2 separate regions of the Mus musculus genome follow, and region 2 is linked to region 1. The links are chromatin contacts, called in public promoter capture Hi-C maps. All regions are on one chromosome and are shown on one strand. The core of a region is the stretch at or near the end of the contact, and the rest is flanking DNA. Distances in the headings are between cores, read along the strand shown.

The links. Promoter capture Hi-C pulls out the DNA fragments that hold promoters and counts their contacts.
Region 2: a contact with region 1 is called in a promoter capture Hi-C map of neural stem cells. The contact joins the promoter of Rbbp7 here to the promoter of Nhs in region 1. A contact is called at or near these places in 5 of 39 promoter capture datasets (the HPC-7 cell line, cranial neural crest, frontonasal cranial neural crest and 2 more) and 2 of 115 datasets of contacts at active chromatin or transcription factors (forebrain and stem cell-derived neural progenitor cells).

What each region holds. Positions count from the first base shown.
Region 1 is chrX:162,157,474-162,161,024 of GRCm38.p6, forward strand. Nhs (NHS actin remodeling regulator) reads right to left here and starts at 1,968. Exons shown (of 9, transcript NM_001290526.1): 1 at 1,360-1,968. The coding sequence starts at 1,915.
Region 2 is chrX:162,758,852-162,762,402 of GRCm38.p6, forward strand. It overlaps Rbbp7 (retinoblastoma binding protein 7, chromatin remodeling factor), which reads left to right and starts at 1,521. Exons shown (of 12, transcript NM_009031.3): 1 at 1,521-1,856; 2 at 2,724-2,868. The coding sequence starts at 1,841.

The sequences.
Region 1 (3,551 bases), core at 718-3,217:
ATTGTTATTGTAGAAAAGCGGTGAATTCCTGGGGCGGGGTTCAAAGGGTTCTTCTAGGGAGGAAGGGGTAAGGGAAAGGAATGCCCAAGCCCGCAGGCTAGGCCAAAAAGCTGGGCTGAGCTGCCCGACAGAGGTACAGGGAAATGCCCCTAAGATGCTGTTGAAGCTCCTCTGGCTCATTCGGTGACCACCTCACACCAGAGCAGCTGCTGCAGCAACAGAAAAGACTTCTTATGTAAGGCAGAGCCGCTGACATCACCTTCCCCATAGCATCTCAGCTGAACTAGGAGCCAAAGGACCTGCACTCTGCTCCACAAGTCATTTTCCTAAATGAGTCTGTCACTGCCAGGTTTGGGGGTGCCAGGTATGGGAGGCCATGCACCAGTGGGGGAGGACTGCATGCCCCTGGGAGAGTACTTAGCAGAGACTACTTCTCAGGACGTCTACTGTGGTTCAAGAGTAAAGTCAATGTGCAGTAAAGATGTCCAGACGTCTCCTAGCTCACCGTCCTTGCTCTCTCGCTGTAACCTGCCTGGCTGGACTGGCTCACACCTGAGTCTGGATTTGTGCAACAAGGCACTAAGACGGAGGAAGAAGAGTTTGTGGGATGCTCAGAAGACAGATAGTCCAAAGGAGCATTCATTAAGAGCCCTAGGTAACTAACCCAGGGCAGAAAAGACACTCGGGGATCCCCTTATCTTCCCCAAGGTCCAGGCATTCCTTCCAGGCCCTCATCAAGGCCTTTCCTGTTCCCAGGGTTCTCCATAGAGCACAGTGGAGTTCATTCTAGGCAGCCAGCCAATGATGCTGGACTAGGTCACACACCTTCCAAAGGCACGAGACCCGGGCACCCGAGGCCACAGCAAGTGTGACAAAGCACCTTGTCTCCCACAGACATCTTAAAAGGACACCTACTACTTTTAAGACCCCCCCAAAAGTGCAACCCGGTAGTGGGCTCCTGGAAGCTACAGGAGTTGCACCCCCTCCTTCTTCCCAAGGACATGAAAGGCATGTCTGTCCCAGTGGTAAATGACAGACCTTCTTTCTCTACCTCCTGTCTGGCTCCCTAAATGCTCCCCACCTGCCCATTCTGAACGCCAAGGGTGTCTATGAGTTCAGAAGCCGTCCTTTTAACTTTCTGCCCTCCATGCCTGCATGCCTGCATCGGTCAGGGGCCACCCCAGCTACTCAACCCGGAGTACTGGGGTGGATCTCAGGGCAGAAGGGAAGAAAGGCAAGAGTAAGGTGCAAGTTGCAGCAGGCTAGGCGCCTCGGGCCTGGGATTGTGGTGAGTGGAGACAGTAAAAGGGTGAGGCGCTGAGCCTAGCACCCTAGAGGATGGACGGCGCTGGTACTCACGCACTGCCTCCTGCTTGGGGTCCAACGTGCTGAGGACGCGCTGCACGCTACCGAGCTTGCCCTGCAGCGCCCAGACACGGCGGTGAGTAAGCTGGATGTCGCTCTCGAGCTCCTGGAAGAGGCTGCACGCGTGCCGGGCTACGTCTGAGAGCTGCCGGAGGACCCTGGCCAGCGCAGCGTTGCTGACCGCGCACAGGTCTAACATGAGCAGCACAGCCTCGGCTGAAGCCTCGGACGTCTCGCCTGGGGCCGATGCTGCCTCCGAGACCCCCGCCACGCTCTCCTCCCCGGCCTCCCGCGCTTCGCTGGGTGGCTGCTGATCCTGCTCGGCCGGCGCCGGCAAAGACGGCGGCAGAGGTGGCAGTGGGAGAGGCGCAGGGGGCACACGAGGAGGCTCTTCTGGCTCCGGTGCCTCGGCCTCTTCCCGCCGGCCAGGCGGCTGCAGGGGCGGCGGCGGCTCAACGCTGCCTCCACTCGTGTCCTCATCTGGGCCGGGCGCCGGGCGCCGCTGCCGGCAAAGCCACTGCGGCTCCACGATCCGCTTGGCGAAAGGCATCCCGCGCAGCCGGGCCGCGACTTTCCCTTCTCCTCTGAGCGACCCTTGTGAGCTAGAGACCTGGCGCGCCCACCTGAGCGAGGAGAGGGCAGGAGTCCGGCAAGGAGCGATCCGGGCAGTCCAGAGACGCTGAGGGCTCCTCTGCTCACCTGGCCTCCTCCTCTTGCCCACCCTCTCCTTCACAGCTTAGTCTGACCTGTCCTCCTCCGGGAGCACGGCTGTCTAGGAAAGATGACAAGCGCTGAGCACGGAAATCTCGGAGTGTGCTTGGGTCCTCCTCACTTGCTTTCAACCGGGGTCAGCCGGCTCAGCTCCATCGCTCCTGAGCCCGTTGCCGCCGCCCTGGCCACTGCCGCCGCCTATATAAATGGGCGTGTGTGTATGTGTGTGTGAGTGAGTGAGTGTGTATGTGTGTGTGATCGCGTGTGTGTGTGTTTGTCCGCGTGTGTGTCTAGGTGGGTGGGTGGGTGGGTGGGTGTGAGTGTGTGCGCGCGCCTCAGTTTGAAAGTACCCCGGCGCAGGCCTCTCCCCGCGCGCCCCTCGGCCGCTCCGGGGAGCGATTGCGCCTGGGATCTCTCTCTCTTTCTGGGCGGGGAGGAGATTTCGGAAAGGCGCTCTGAAAACCCGGACAGAGGAATCCGCCTCCAGCCCTGGCTCAGGAGGCGGCGCGGGGGCGGCAGGGCGGACGCCGGGCGGGGGAGGCCAGGGCGAGAGGGGCGCAGCGCCCTGTGCGGCCGCTGGGAGTCACTGGTGGCTGGACCGCGCCTGGTGCGTTCCACCGCGGGCACTTTCTCAAACCCGTCTCAGAGGTTAGAATTGAGACTATGAGCGTGGTGGGGGCGGGGTGTCCTCAAGTTGAGAGTGGAGATGCTGGTAGCCAGCTAAGAGGAAGGAAAGTATTGGGGATGCTGTCGATTCGTGTTGGAGCAAGTTGTCTCAGAATTCTAGCTCTGTCAAGTCTTTGGGTTCTTAGAGGGGAAATCTGGGCTGCTCCTTAAAGTGCCCCAGGCGCCGCGTTCACAGAGACAGCTGGGAAGGGTGACGCAGCATGGGTGCATTCCCACATGGCCAGAGTGGCCAGACGACTGTTTATACCATTTTTCTGGCATCCTGTTTTGGTCTGCCTTGAGAGCTGCCTTCTACAGAACATCATGACTGAGACCCAAATTACTAGTGAGCAACCTCCCACCCCAGAAAGTCACTTGCAAAATTCATTGCACATTGAGTGAAGTGAATCGGATTACCTCCTTGTCGCCCTACTGTGCTAATCCAACACTGGGTTTTTAAAGTTTCCCATGGGAGAGAGGATGACTCACAGAAGAATGGAAAGTTTTCCCCTTGGTTAACTAAAAGGTATAATTTCTTAAAAGGCCTACATTTTTCAAATGCAGTAGTGTGCAGGCTACATGGTGGCAGCCGAAAATCTAAAAAGACTTTGGGGACTGTTAGTAAAATACAAGTTTTCATCCTTCCACAATGTGTACTATGTGTACTGTGAAATAAATATATAACATAAATAAAATTCAAGGTCACAAGCAAATCTTGGGAATGTTGTCTTCATTTCATGTATTTAAAACGAACGTGGAAAAATATAGTTTATGGAAGCAATAAAGTCCTCGAGACATGCAATGGGCTG
Region 2 (3,551 bases), core at 271-2,770, 600 kb after region 1:
TGAAAAGTACACAGAGTTCAGATTTCAGTGTCTATAGTTTTGCTGGAAGATGGCCAGGCTTATCCATATTTTCTATGGCTGTTGTGTTACAACACCGAAGGCTGCCTGACCCCTGTCAAAAAAAAAAAGTTTGACCACCAGTGTTCTAGAACTCGGAGGACCCATGCTACTCCACTCTTCTAACCGCCCCCCTCCCGCCTCCAGCCACCTCTTCAGCGTTAGTCACCAGCAAGATTCTTGGAGCTGACATGGAGGGAGGGCGTTATAATAATGAATTGTACCACATGGGAAAACAAGAGACCCAAGACAGTAAATTTCTATATAAGGGAACGTGACTGTTTCTGTCACATACTAGAGTAACGTCTGAGTTGGTTTCTCGATCAGAAAAGAGAGCATCCTCGAGGCCTCTGCATGGTTGCGTTTAAGCATGAAGGCACTTGGAAAGCTATCAAGGGAACAAATGTTCCGGGGGTGTTTCTGCAAGGAGAGCCTCTGAGTTTAGATGTAGACTGTGGTTCCCTTTAAGCGTAGGCGCCTGGGCCCCTCTGCTCTGGCCCTCTTTTTCTCCCTGGGATCATGTGGCTTTCTCTTCACCCCCCCCCCCAAGGCTAAAAAGCTTCAGAGAAATGCAGAGCTCAGGTATGCAGGCCTAGATTAGCCCAGCCCAGCTCTCTCCAGTTCAGCAGCCAGCTGCAGGGTCAAAATGGGACCCCTTCAGGTGACAAGAATGACTCAGCAGGGGCCTAGGCAGGAACTGAGATAGGGAAGCAGTGGCAGGCACAAAATCCCCTGCAGCAGCAGGAAGCTAAAGAACCAGTAGGTTAAGGACGCACAAAGGTGAACATACAAAAAGTCATTTAAGTCAACTTTCGACGAGGGGCGGATTGAAGGCCTGCGCCATCGCAGGCCTTAAATAAAGGTCTGCCCAGCTTCTGGGAGAAAAAAGAAAAACCCGCCCAAGGTCTCTCCTAAAGGTCCCTTTCGCTTATGACAAATGTCACCAGAGCTCGACTGGGCCCTCGATACAGTTGAATGGGGGAGCCTTTGAGGGGTGCAGAAAACTGCGTGGCCGTGATTATCTGGGAGACTTTGCGGGCAGTGTAATCTCTCGAGACCAGGAAACCATTTTCCTCACTGGCTCTGAGATTTTGCTTTGCTAAGGCGGCTGCAGCTTCCCTGCCCCCCTCGCACACCCCCGCCGCCGCCGCCGCCGCCGCGGCTGCTGCTTTAAGCAACCACGCCCCGCGGGCCCCAGGCTTCTTGGCCCTGGGGCTCGCAGCCCCCGCGCAGCCTGCACACCGCGCTCGCATCCGCCCCACCCCCGCGCGGGCCCAGCCGCCCCCGCGGCCAGCCTGGGGAGTGACGCCTCGCGCCTGCGCCTCGCCGACTTCCTGCCGCGGAACGCCCCACCCACTCTCGAGAAGCCCACCCCCGGAGAGCGCGTCAGACCCTCCCGTCGCACGCTATTGGTCCAAGCCGCCGAGCCGTTGGCTCCCAGGCCCGCCTCTTCTCCGCCTCTCCAATTTCCCAGGGCGGCTGCGCCTGCGCTCAGCTGCCTGGGCGGGCTGAGAGGCGCGGGTTGAAAAGTCTCGTTCCAAGTTTGGCGAGAGGGAGAGAGAGGAGAGCGGCTCAGACCTCGCTACCCGCCAGCGGGGAGGAGGCAGAAGAGGAGATCGCGGCGTCTGGGGGGAGAACCCAGACGGCCAGACCGAACTCAGGCTTTTCCGAGCGAGGACTGCGTGACGTGCCTGGGAGAGGCAAGGAGCGCCTGCCGGGCTGCTCTTGACTAGCGAGAGAGAAGTCCGAGGCGGCCAAGGGGGGCGAAACGACCCGACGCAAGATGGCGAGTAAAGAGAGTAAGGATGCCTGCCCTGTGGGGCGGGCGGGCGTGCGGGCGCCGGGACTCCGGGGGGCTGGCGGGCTCCCGAGGCCTCGGCACGCGCTGACGAAAGGCGCGAATTGGCGTGAGGAGCAGGGGGCGGGGCTGGGCGCGAGACTCGCCGCGCGCCTGCAAGGGGGCCTGCGCGACACGGGGCCTGGTCGCCGCCGAGGGCCGGGAGCATTTCCGGAGCCGGGCGCGGGGGCCGAGAGAGAGGCCCCCCTTCCCCCACCCCCACCCCCACCCCGCGGCCTAGCTCCCTCCGACGCCCTTGGCTCGGGGGCGCAGGCGCTCGCGGCCCGAGAAGTCAGCGGCGGGCGCGGATTCTTCCGTGCGCGTGGTCGTCGTCCGTCTGGGGTCGCGGCCCGTGTCCGTGTCGGGAGGGGGGGGAGGAGCTGGATCCCGCCGGACTATGGCTGCCGATCGTGGCTTGGTGGGGAGCTGGGGCCTCCTGCGAGGGTGGGGGGTGGAGGGAGCAGGCCTGTGGGCTGCTGCTGTTCCACGTGGATTGGATCTATTCGAGTGGGTCGGGGCACCGGTTTACAATGCGGATCATCGTAGAACAGGTGCGAGCGGCTATAAAAAGGCTGACGAGCTCGGTGGTAGGGCAATTAATGACCCAATTCGGGTAAGCGCCGGAATCCCGATCTTGGAAGTGGAGGCGAAAACGCTTCCTGATGTTGATCTTCTCACTTTGTGGGAGAGCAGTTCGTGTGAGCAGGATAGGTAAAAGGAAAGAATAGATAAGGTGTGGCCGTCTCGAGGTGACCTCCAGGATCCGTAGCCATGCCTTTGACTCCGAGCCTTCTCAGCCACTTAATTGTGGGCTTTCTCCAAATTTCAGTGTTTGAAGATACTGTGGAGGAGCGTGTCATCAACGAAGAGTATAAAATCTGGAAGAAGAATACACCGTTTCTGTATGACCTGGTTATGACCCATGCTCTTCAGTGGCCCAGTCTTACCGTTCAGTGGCTTCCTGAAGTGACTAAGTAAGGGTTTCTGCCAACTTCTATTTTGTGTAGATTTAAGTACCATGTTAAATTTCTAGGTATTGTTAATGTTATTTTACACACAGAACATAAATACCTAATTGGTTAGGCCGAGGGTGAGGCGGCAAGTGGTTGTTCAAAACTTAAGATGGTTTCTATCGTAGAGGTGTGTTGAGAGGAGAGAATATTGTGTAATACTGTGTATAGGAAACGATGACTATTTTGCCATTCCATGACCAACATCTCTGGACTCTAGATCAATACATTATTTTCAAACTTAATAGGAAAGATTACATACATAACAAATTAAAAGCTATTATGGCTTGATGCATTAAGTGATTTTCTTGAATATTTGTAAGATTTGGCATAATTACTGATATTTATGGAGCACTTAGAATAATAGAACCTGACACATCTGAAGAGTTTAAGCCTCATAACAGAACTACTGTTGCGATTCAGAGATTTACCAGTGAGGAAAGGGGATGAGAATTTTAAGCACGGTGCTCAAGCGCTCACTACTGGCGATCTCATAGCTTACAAACTAGGGCTCAACCAACCAAAACCGGTTGGCTCCAGAATCAAGGCACTTCCTTCACTAGACTACCTTTAGGTAGGCATGTACCTTTTTTTTGTAATTTTTTTAAAAGATTTATTTATTTTTATTATATGTAAGTACACTGTAG